Linked DNA regions of Zea mays: region 1 is linked to region 2. The links are chromatin contacts, called in public Hi-C maps. All regions are on one chromosome and are shown on one strand. Each heading gives the region's core, a stretch centred on a gene start, on an enhancer-like site or on the middle of the called end of the contact. The rest is flanking DNA. Distances are from core to core; before and after follow the strand shown. Region 1 holds the start of LOC100194215 (putative protein S-acyltransferase 22). Region 2 holds the start of LOC100383652.

Region 1 (6,035 bases), core at 2,136-4,635, 140 kb before region 2:
CATGTTCCAATGGAGAAGTACCTTAAATGCCACATGCACCAGCAACATAGATAGAGTATGGCTGCAATTGATAATCATGGGGTCTATCTATAACTATTCATAATTTATTGGAGTACACTCTAAGGGTGGCCTCAACAATGATTTAGGAGTTAGCTCTAAATATTTTATTTTATATTTTAATGGAAGAGAAAGAAAAAACTACTAGCTCTTAACCAAGAACTAGTTTTATACATACATTTTCAATTATGTGAGATTGTCATGTAATTCTAAACATATTGTGAGCTACTTCTAAAAGCTAACACCATTTAAAAAAACATCTTAGAGCTAGTATACTAGCAGGACGATTCCAACAGGGTTTGTCATCAGGGTCCAGGGACCCCGGCAAAAAATTGTAAATCCAAATTACTCTCAACAACTTTAGATCCATCAAAACAGTCCCATTGTCAGTTTTGTCTGCTAAACACTTTCTACTCCATCCACTCTAGATCCGTCAAAATATGGATCTAGCTCTCGAATCTATTAGATTTATAGAGTACCTCAAAGGGTAATCTGAACAAAAAAATACTGTTCTTTCATATAATCGGTGAAAATTACCAACTACTGTCGCATCGCATACCGGTTCGATTTTTATTGTTTCTCTCCCTGTCTTCAATTCTCGTGGACTCGCATGCGCCACCCCTTCCTTCCTCGCGGCTCACCCCGCAACCCAACGTGCGCTGCGCCCCGCCGCTAGCCAAACCCGCCTCAACGCCCACCCGGCCGCCCCACCATCGTAGCCTGCGACCCGCCGCCGTTCAGCCTTGGACTCGCAGCCAGCTCCGCGTCCAATTGCGTGCTGTGCGGGCTGCGTGCGTCGCCGTCCGCCGCACCGAAGGTCAGCCATGGCCGCGCCGGAGGCCAGACTCGCATTGCTCTCCGCGTCGTGCTGCGCGTGGGATGCCCCACCATGACCACACGTTGCAGGAAGAAGCTGTGTATGTGTGTGTGTGTTTTTCCCCAATTGCACACGCAACCCTGCGAATTCGTCAACACATGGAAATAAACTGGATAAGCTATGGTGACTGTGATTCCTTGCGTAAGGCAGAGGTCAACTGCTGTTCCTGGTGACGGCATCACGAGAAACCTAAGCAGAGGTAGCACTGTCCAAAAGGGCAGGCAGCAAAATGAGTGCGTGAAATGAGGCGATCCATATGCATGGCCACGGACTCATTGCAGCTTTTGCAAAGTTGGTCACTACTCACTACTACTAGTATTGTTTTTTTTGGGGGCCCTGTTTCCTTATGATGACTCTAGCTCATTCTCATTTGAACGATGCGATGCGATGCGACCTTGACACCTTGCTTGCGCTGAGCGTCGGTCTGCCTGCGTCCTTTTTTTTACGAAAAGGAAAAGACTGGCGTTGCGTTGCGTTGCGTGGTGTGTGATCGGAAACTTCACGATCTTACCTCTGTAACTACGAGTACGTTTCACTCAGCACAGTAGGCTGCACGATTCACGCATCTGCGAATCTGCGATATGCCTGTAGATACTCCTATAGATAAAGCTTATCGAGAGGTCGTTGATGGCTTCAAGGAGAACAACAACAGCAAGAGACAAACCTGGCACGACAGCTCCGTACTAATCCGCGGATTGTTTTCTTTTTTTGTTTTGCTAACACACCAAAAGGTAGTATAAGCTCGAGGCTAGTTATGTAGTAGTACCACTCATCAGTAGTATAAAATATTGTTGAGTTGTTTACAGACAGAGTCGTGATTCGTGAACGAAGTGATCCTGTCAGCACAGTTCTGCAAATCGAGGTCGCTAGCTGTTGATCCCTGACAGACTGTTGTGTACGGACGACGTGACATTGTCGTGTCGTTGTGGGTGCTGATATGTTGGATTGGATACTCGATCTGGAGCTGGGGGATTCAGATTAGCAGGAAAGCAAGTACGCTTGGACGCCGTCACTGTAGGCGTACCGCGTACATAGGAGGGTTGATTAAAACATGTGTTTTTTATTACAATTTTCAGGCTACCAAAAGATAGTGCTTCGCTTGAGTCGTAAACAGAATAAAGAAAGCATTGATGATTACTTGTATCGTGCTCCCTCCGTTTCGTTTTAGTTGTCGCTGGATAGTGTAAAATTAAACTATCCAACGACAACTAAAAAAAAACGGAGGGAGTACTACCTACCAACTTTGACCACCCCATGCTACGTTTTGCCTTTTTCCTAAATGCATTGTTTTTATTACATATTTAAGTATAGTACATACCTAGATATATAGCAAAATCTATATAAAATATCTCTTAGTCTGAAATAAAAAAAGGCGTAATCACGTATTCCAAGGTAGTATACTAATATATAACACTAGTGGTACATGTTTAGCAAAAACCATATGATATATAAAATTATTAGAGCATATATAAACCTTCTTAGAAAAAAAATACGTGAAAAATGCAACCTTAAAAGGTTTGACGTCGACTAGATGAAAACAGTCAGAAAAAATAAAATCATTTTGTTTTTAGTATAAAAAATAGTTTTGTCTTGAAAAAAAGTTCCAAAATAGCAGCTTCTATACTTTATATACCTTACATTGTACTACTCGTACTTGTTCTTCACTAAGGTAAGGGGAGTAATATGTACATTTCTTTTTGCAATTTCAAATCTGTAATGGAAGATATTTTTCTTGTTCTGCTGAGAATATTTGCTTCACATATCCAGCATTAATTGCTAGAGCTCTATGGCTGACTTGGCTCTTTATAAGTGCTTCTGGAGTACTTTATGTGCCAGCCAATTTTGTTAACCGTTTCAGATGTAAGCAAATTCAGCACCATATCACATCGGATTTTTTTTATTATTATCTCTCAGCAAGTGATTGATGTAGCACATTATTTTCTGCATCACAGTAGAAAAATACTGTACAAAATACAATGTCACAGTTCAGTTCCTGGTTTTGGGATTACCGGCAAAATTAACACACGATTTTTTTTTACCGTGCTCTATTAGAATCTAAAAACATCCGTATCATGAGAAGTCCAAAGCGACGAAAGTAAAAGTGAAAAAGGGGAAAGAAAAGAAGCTCTCGAGGTCTATCCGAGGACCATGGGTGACAAGGTTTTAAACAAACCGGCTGTCGCTGGGCCCCACACTGACAGCCAGCCATCCCTGCTGCTACGGCCACAGTTATCAGTCATCACAGAGGAGACCAGACTCTGGCAACGGAGGTTCACGTGAGCGCCCAAAAGGCCAGAGCGAAGCAGCCACGGTCCGGGCCACGCCAAACCAAACCAAACAAACCATCCTCTCCCTCCCTCTCTCCCCGCTCGCTTCTTGCAACTCTCCCGTAAATCTGCACAGGCGCAGCGCGGCATTTAATGCTCTCCAACCTTTGGTCTCTGCCTGCCCCCAAACGCTCCCCCATTCCGTCCACTCCCCTCTCTCCCCACCAAGCACCAGCCCACGGATGCGGTCGCGACCACCGCGGCAAGGTCGAATCCATGGCTAGAGCTAGCAGAAGCAGAAGCAGAAGCCGCGGGCTCGGCGCTTGAGCCCTCGATCCTCGGGGGTCCCGGTTCCTTCTCCCTGCATTGATCGCGTCACTCGACGCGAGAAGGCGAGCAAAGAGGGGAAAAAAAGGAGGATCCTTTCCCGTGTTTCTTCTGTCGATTCTGCGGTTCTTTGCAAGTGGCAATGAGGCGGCATGGGTGGCAGCTCCCGTACCACCCTCTCCAGGTCCGTCCCGGCTGGAATTTTGCGCCTTTTCCTTGCTGGGCGTGGTGTCTTTTTCGTCGCCCGTGATTACTGAAGTTTCGGTGTCTCTCGCGCGCATCGCAGGTGGTGGCCGTGTCCGTCTTCCTGGCGCTGGCGTTCGCGTTCTACGTCTTCTTCGCACCCTTCGTCGGGAGGAAAGTGTTCCAGTACGTGGTCATGGGGCTATACACTCCGCTGGTGAGAGCTCCTGCTTGGTTCCTTCGATGCCGTGCTGCGTCGAGTGAGCGCCTTGTGTGTTTGCTTGTCTGTTGGGACCTTTTGGATCCCCATCTAGGTGCTGCCTGATGGGCCCCAACAGTGGTTGCTGTTGCTGGAGCTAGGGAAGGTGCTGAATTAAGTGTGGCCTAATCATGAAACGTGTTGCCTGTCAGCCTCGCGTATTTGTTTGGTAGGATTTCTGTACGTTTTGTTTGCTTGTTTAAGGGTGGCTGTACATGTTAAACTGTCTGTCTGGCCTGGGAATTCTTACCGTGCCACCATGTGGCGTCCCTAACCTTGGAAGCAATGTCTGGTTTGTTCAGTTTAACAGCTTTGCTTCAGCATCCATGGTTGGTGGAATTCCGGCTTGCGTCACAAGGTTAAAGTCCTTAAGGACAACAGTGCATGCTTACATGTTGTTTATCTAACTCCATTGGGGAAATGTTAGTTTCAGAGCAAGCGGGAGCTACATGTTCGTCAGGCTCTCGGTGTCTCTTCATTTCTGTCCACTTCAGCACTACTGTCTTTGGGTTGTATCCCAGAATACGTGCTTGGTTGGATTTTGTAGATTTTTGCTGGAGAGCGATATGTCAGAAGTAGTCCTTATTATACTAACATCATCAGTTTCGTAATGGCCGCAACCTTCTGATGCCATGTCACTACTCTGGTTGCTGCCTTGTCGTGATGATGCCAACTACTGAAAGACTGTTCCGTGAAATGGGCTGTTTTGTCCCTGCAAATTGCTGTCCTGGATTATTTTTTGCTTCACGGTTGTCTTGTCATGAAACCTAACTTGTTTTGAAGCTTTCTTTGCTTTTTTTAAATAATTGTTGCACTTAATAGTGTAATGAGTAGGCAACGCTGTGAAATGGTGCCTGTTCTTCTGACAGACATGTAGTGGTATACTCTTCACTGCTTCTGACAGACCATGTGTAGTTACTGTTGGCTTGGAGTTATGTTTTGCCTTCACATGTGTGAATTCGCGCGCCACAAAAAATGGAAAAACATGAAAAATTTGCAGAAACAATGATTCCAAACTTTCTGGATAAAATGTTATGTGCTCTTGCAAAACTGAAAAATGTGTTGTGTTTGTTGAATGGAACACAACATGGCTTACACACAATGTCATCATGAAGCTAATGTTTCAGGCAAACTCTATTCCAAGTTCATGACTGCACCTTTTTTTGTCTCTCCCTAAGAATCAAAGCCTATCATATCATTTCAGGTATTATGTGTCTTCTTTCTATACATCTGGTGTGCCGCAGCAAACCCAGCAGATCCAGGGGTCTTCAAATCAAAGAAGTATCTGAGCTTGTACGGAAGCGGCAAACACAAGCATCTGAAGGAATCCAGAAAGACTTCTTCAGATGCTCGGTTACAAATAGAGGGAACTAGAGAAAAACAAGAGCATGAGGTCGCAGCATCTAGCGAGAGGTCAATTACTCAATACAAGGACAATAATCCATCTTGCTTGAGTTCAACCCTCTCTCCTTCTCTCCTTCTATTCTACCCTCTCTCTTTTGTTTTCTCCTGCTGCCAACCACATGAAAGTTCCTCTGAGCAGCAAGCCACCGAGGAAGGGATGTTTTTCTGCAGCCTATGTGAAGTTCAGGTATGTTTCTTGTAGTTATTGGTATTTAGGGTATATTTTTCTGCATGCAATTAATAGTTTGATATTTCTTTGTAGGTGTTGAAGTATAGTAAGCATTGCAGAGTTTGTGACAAATGTGTTGATGGTTTTGATCATCACTGCAGGGTAACATACTCCTTAGCAATTGTCTTATTTCCATCATTGCGTACAACTGTACATAACAACTCCCCTATTTTCCTCAATTTCAACAGTGGCTCAACAATTGCATTGGAAGAAGAAACTATAGAAGGTTTTTTATTCTAATGTCAACTGCCGTTATCTTGGTAAGCTTACACTCTCCTAGTCCTATCCATCTCTGATAGATTGTACTGATACGCTATCTTAGTTCTATCCATCTCTGATAGATTGTACTGATAAAGATGCTACAAAATACTTCTACCATTGTGTCATTAATACTACAAAATACTTCTACCATTGTGATAACGATTCTATTAG
Region 2 (5,669 bases), core at 200-2,699:
CCTGCACCATTTTTTAATATTTTACGTTGATTTAATTAAATGGATCGATGCCCTAACGGGCTGGCCCGACACAGTTAGCAGGCCGACATGACGTGTCTGTGTCATAGTTGTGGCCCGCGTGTATCTAGCCTGTGTCGGGCGTCGTTACGCTGATTTAATTAAATGGATCGACGGGCTAATGGGCTCACCCGACACAGTTAGCAGACCGTCATGACGTGCCTATGCCATAGTTGTGGCCCGCGTGCATCTAGCTCGTGTCGTCGTTTGGCATCTATAGACGTGCAGCAGATTAATTTGAAATAATTGTGAGGGGTTATTTGTAAAAAAAATGACGCATGCCGACCGTTGAAACTGGTGCTTTAAGTATAGTATAGAAATGACGTTTAGGCCCTATCTAGAACATCTAAAACTAATAGTTAACTACTAAAAATAGTTGTTAGGTTTCAAACACCATCAACTAATATCGTAGCTAATTGTTAGCTACCTCATAACTAACAATTAGTTCATTAGCTGGCTCAATGTAGCTAATAATTTATTAGATGACTAACTATTACCTTTAGGGGTTCCAAACAAGGCCTTAGAATTGAACCTCTTTTTTGGTTGGCGATAGGGGAGGTCTTAAAGACTCTAGGTATGTGAAGTAGTGATCCTGTTATAGTGGACTCTAAAGGTGTGCTTAGTTGCAATGACAGGACGATACGAGACGAGTAGATAAGGTAGTTTGGTTCAGGGTTAAGGATTGTGATAGGACTATCTCAGTGATGTCCCTTAAAATTGGAGGACCGAGAGAGGACACCGGGAGATATGACTATCCCGACTCTCCCGCAACCATACACACCATAAGGTAGTGTTTTAAACCAGAATTCTTAAGTGTATCTTAGCAATCCAAACGACTGGTGTGCAAGTAGTCCTTAGGTGCAAGCGAATTTTCTGATCCATTAGATCATGATCCAACTATAGATGCAATCATGATTTGTTAGGTTTGTTTATAAAACTATATGAGCTGACGGTGGAAAGATTTAAATACTAAATGTTACATATGGTTAGATTATGATATAATAGATCTCATTTACACGTTTGCATCTGAGGACTTAGCCTTCTTCAAACGCTAATACATACTCTTCAAGATGTTGTAACGCGGGTAAGTGCAAATGTTTTACACCAAAATGAAAGTATGTGTCCAAAGCCTACACATAAAAAAGACTACAAGAATAACGTATCTTGTGCTCATATAGACTCTATGCAAATTTGGGGTTTATAAACAATCCAATAAGACTAATAAATTTTCACTTACATCCCATATCATCAGAGTAGAGGTGAGAGGGATAAGTGTAAAAAATACCAATCTAGTTAGATTAATTACGGACACACCAAATTTAAAGCGATATACGAACACATATGCTCCATGAACAGGAGATAAGTTCCCTTAACTGCCGAGAAAAAAAATCAAATCCAATGAAAAAGTAACAACAGCAGCCCCCGGGGCCACAGGGCGCAGGCCCGCAGCCATGGACCAGGACCACAAGAGGCTAGTACTCCCGTCGCCGGCGCCGCAGTCCCCGCCGGCATCCGCCGCGTCGGCGTCGACCACGGCCTCGCCGTACTCCGCGCTACACCCTCTCCTCTTGCCCTCCCCGAACCCGCACCTCTTCCTGAAGCCCAAGACGCTAACTCTCTCCCTCTCGTCCTCCTCCCTCACCTCCATGTCCTCCTCCTCGCTGCCCGCCCCCGTCACCGATGTCTGGGAGGTCGTCACCCCCACTGCCCCATCTGTTGACCACGTGGACGGCGGGCTTGATGACTGCGCCATCTTCCCGCCGCGGCTGCATGAGGGGCTGGGCCTGGACGGCGAGCCCGAGGAGGTCCCGCCGATGCCAGCAGTGGCGAAGGAGGAGAACGAGGAGGATGGTGAATACGAGGGGGAGGACGATGAGTGGCTGTGGGGATGGGAGAGGTGCAGCTTGGCGGCGAGGCGCGCTTGGGCGGCCGGTGTCGGGATCGTTCAGGAGCGGGTGCTCGTGCATGGCGCGTGTGGGTGCCCGGCGGTGAGGCCCGCCGTGTGGTCGGTTGCGGTGGCGGCTGCTGTGGTGGGGACACTTCTGTACGCCCGTCGGCGGGATAGGAGGGAACGGGACCTGCTCGTGCTTCTCTCCAAAGAGAAGGATAAGGTTTGGATCTCTCTGTACCCTCTTAATCTTGGTCGTGATGCCAAAGCGATGTTTATGTGAATTTGTATTCAGTTAGCTAGTTTCTTTCATGGATGTTCCCCTGGGACAAACAGTATGGTTAGATGGAAACTAGTGGTTATTGCGATCGATTCCAAAGAAATATGATTGACTTCATTTAGGCTATATATAGATCAAGCAAGATATTTATCTGAAGTTCAATATCGATGTGAAATTCAGAATCTGTTAGCGTGATCTTGCATCATTGGATTTGTGGTGAATTGAAGCCGAACTGATCATATAGATGGTGTTTGGTTGGTAAATGACATCATCTGCAATGAACTGTGGCCACTATGTTTTGTGAAATGTGCAGCCACTGCTTGTATAATGGTTTTCTAATGCTGGATCAAATTCAAAACTTAGGGAGAATCTTCATGGATTTGTGAAACAAGAGTAAAACAACGCCTTAGCAATGCTGCTAATATATCAGTTGGCATGTGTTGACAGTGGGGATTGAATGGTGACAACTTAATTTCATACTTGGCCTATTAGTCCTCTTCTTGATGTATTCCGATATTGACATTCTCGTTAATACCGGGTTCAAGGAGGCAAATGCCAAACAGTAGAAATATTGCACTTCCAGAGTATGTCACTAGCTTCAAATAATTCCTCTTGATCCTTTGTTGGAGAAACAAAAATGCACTGGACTTTGTCTTGTCTATTTAACGGTCTTCCCTTTTTCCAACTCTAGCTCCAGCAGCTCTTGAACAAAATCTAATCAAGCTCCTCTCCTTCAAATTCATTTGCAATTAAATCACATTCTATCCAAAAATTGTTTTAAGATGGTCAATAGAAGGGCAGATGTGGTGTAGTGGTGAGAGTTGTCTCACTGAGTCACAAGTCTGGGTTTCAAAGCAGTCTCTCTGTGTTTGTAGAGGAATGCTTGCCCCGGTTCATCCTTTCCCAGACGGCCAGACCCCACTCATGTGGGAGCCTCTGGCAATGGGTCTGTCTTTTTTCCCCCCAAGATGGCCATTGTTCTCATATTCCAGACATATATATTGATGAGTGCTGACTGATTAGCAGACTTAAGTACTGATGTATCATATTTAGTTTTGGTGGATTCTTGCTAATGTTTGTTTTTTTAACTTTTAAAAATGTTGTGCTGGATCCTAAGGGTTAAGGTGATTGTGACAAACTATTCGGTATTCTTCACAGACTAATAATCTTTACCTGTTACTGGTCTACCACCGAGCAATATCCGGATTAAGGAAGCACATAACTGCATTGATGTCGTAATTGATGTCCAGTACTCATTGGATTCTTGCTTTTCCTTGTGCAGAGGATAGCACAACTCTTGCATCAAATTGCTTTAATGAGTGACATCAGAAGCGGCAATGAAGCAGTGAAGGTTATCAGGAAGTCCTAATCATTTTCACTGTTGAAGGGTTCAGTTGCTATGTTGTAGCAAACTGATTAGGTAGTTAGGGAATCGGACTAGTGGGTTTGCAGGTTCAATACTTGTAGCTAAATTGTAGTTTAGCTGCATGATCTTCACGGTTCTGATGTTTGCGTATAACTAGATGCTGAAACCTGCAAGGTTGCAACACAATCTCAACTCAAGCAATCAAAAGGGACTTAAAGGAATGGAATATACCAACGGAGTTATGCTTGGATAGAAGTGCTTGTAAAGAAGCTATCCACGTGCCCGAACCGTGATTAGGTCTTTTTTCCTTTTAGTGCTCTCAAAAGATTTTTCCATCTCCTTTCTCTCTTTTTTTTTGACATCTTGTTGGGTTTCAACTCTAACATACCCTAACTTGTTTGGAACTAAAAGTCTATGTTGATGATGTAGATGTGTAGAATTGTTGTTGATGTCGACAACCTGGACAATGCTCTGTATATGTATCTTCCATTTATTGCTTTGTGATTCCCATCATCCACTGAATTCTGATATTTCACGACCACGAGGTTGGCTTTCTGTATATGCAATTGCAGTGTAGTCTCAACCATATAGTTGATTAAGGGTCCGTTCGGTTGTACCGGAATAAACCAGGATTCATTCTAGCTCATCAAAATCTATATAAATTAGAGAAGTAATCCGGCTAGGAATCAATCCGGGGCTCCAATCCCTAACAACCGAACAGAGCCTAAAGGTTTCCCTCGTTAGACATGAGAACTCAGGTTTCTGAAACACTTTAGCTGAAGTTCAAACAGGGCTTAGTTGTCTGTTTACATCACTTGATATGGATGGAACTAGAGATCGTTCCTAGTGATTGGCATGGAACAACCAAGATTTTAACCGGGTTTGATGAGTTGTTATGCTTGAATCTCTCATGGGTTTATGAATGTAAGCTGTTTGGGACAATTCATCTGTAAAGATACTGCCCTTCCCGATAGGAAGTGACCCTGTGGCAAATATATACTCAATAACTGTGTAATGATGATGGGAATGGTGTGATAAGCTTTTGCTCTATGATTCTTCGTTTTAAGGGCAACTGGCCAAAACTGCTCTATGATTCCTTGCATAAAATGTCATCTCATGTTTACACCATGAAGTTCTAGGTCTCTCTTTCAAATACCTTCCTCACTTGCCTTGACTTGAGGCAGAGTGTGAATATTCCTTCATACGTGGTAATGAAAACGATAAGCCAATCACCTTTCGCGTGTATGATCCATGTTCTGGTAGTAGCGCGGGGAGCTCCATGACCATGTGTTTCACCCAACCACCAATTCCATCAGAAACATCTTGTTGCGACGACCACATGTAAATGCAATTGTCAGATAAGGTGACAAGCTCTAGCCCTCCATCCTCCTCTCCCTTCATGACAAGAGTAGTCCAAGTCACAGGCGGTGTTTCGATGACGGATAGCCCATGTCCGTGCAGCAGATCATACTTGAGGATTCTTTGCCCGCCATTGACGGTGATGGTGAAGTACAACGCGGCTCCAATGAAGACACCGGGACTCATATCGACGCAGGGCCGTTACCAACTTTTCAGGGACCTAGTGCGAAATCTGATATGGAGGCTTATTCAAACACAAATATATATAATTACATATATAATATCGAATATTTGACGTATAAAAATTATTATGCACTGTTTTGATGTTTATAAGATAACAAATGTAAAATATAGCAAAAAATATGTACTTATTATCTGATATCATTAAAAATATTTTATAACATTTTGTGATACAAAGTCATCACTTATATCATTGAGATCAATCTCATCCAACAACTTTTTTTGATATATAGAATCGTCAAGTCATTTAACCTCTCTTGAGTTATTGTTGACCATAAATAGTTCACAAAATTATTTCAATTTTAAAAAGATTCTCTCTGCTGATGCAACCATCATGTGTATAGTAAATAATACTCTCTCTATATCAAAATAGAATCCGTTTTGCTTCTTTAGTGGATTCATCATCGTCTAGTTTAATATAAACATAAAAATCAAGAGCTAAAATAAATACTATTTTGAAACGGATAGAGTATTCGATA

Evidence for each region. Hi-C and Micro-C count contacts between places; a contact is called where the count stands out from the background.
Region 1: a Hi-C map of leaf shows a contact between it and region 2, with 2.1 times the contacts expected there. The contact joins the promoter of LOC100194215 here to the promoter of LOC100383652 in region 2. A contact is called at or near these places in 2 of 25 Hi-C or Micro-C datasets (ear and leaf).

The regions. Positions count from the first base shown.
Region 1 is chr7:171,973,694-171,979,728 of Zm-B73-REFERENCE-NAM-5.0, reverse strand. LOC100194215 (putative protein S-acyltransferase 22) reads left to right here and starts at 3,385. Exons shown (of 9, transcript NM_001359432.1): 1 at 3,385-3,712; 2 at 3,815-3,928; 3 at 5,175-5,561; 4 at 5,637-5,705; 5 at 5,792-5,863. The coding sequence starts at 3,671.
Region 2 is chr7:171,833,186-171,838,854 of Zm-B73-REFERENCE-NAM-5.0, reverse strand. It overlaps LOC100383652, which reads left to right and starts at 1,449. Exons shown (of 2, transcript NM_001176297.2): 1 at 1,449-2,168; 2 at 3,508-4,113. The coding sequence starts at 1,509. The coding sequence ends at 3,594.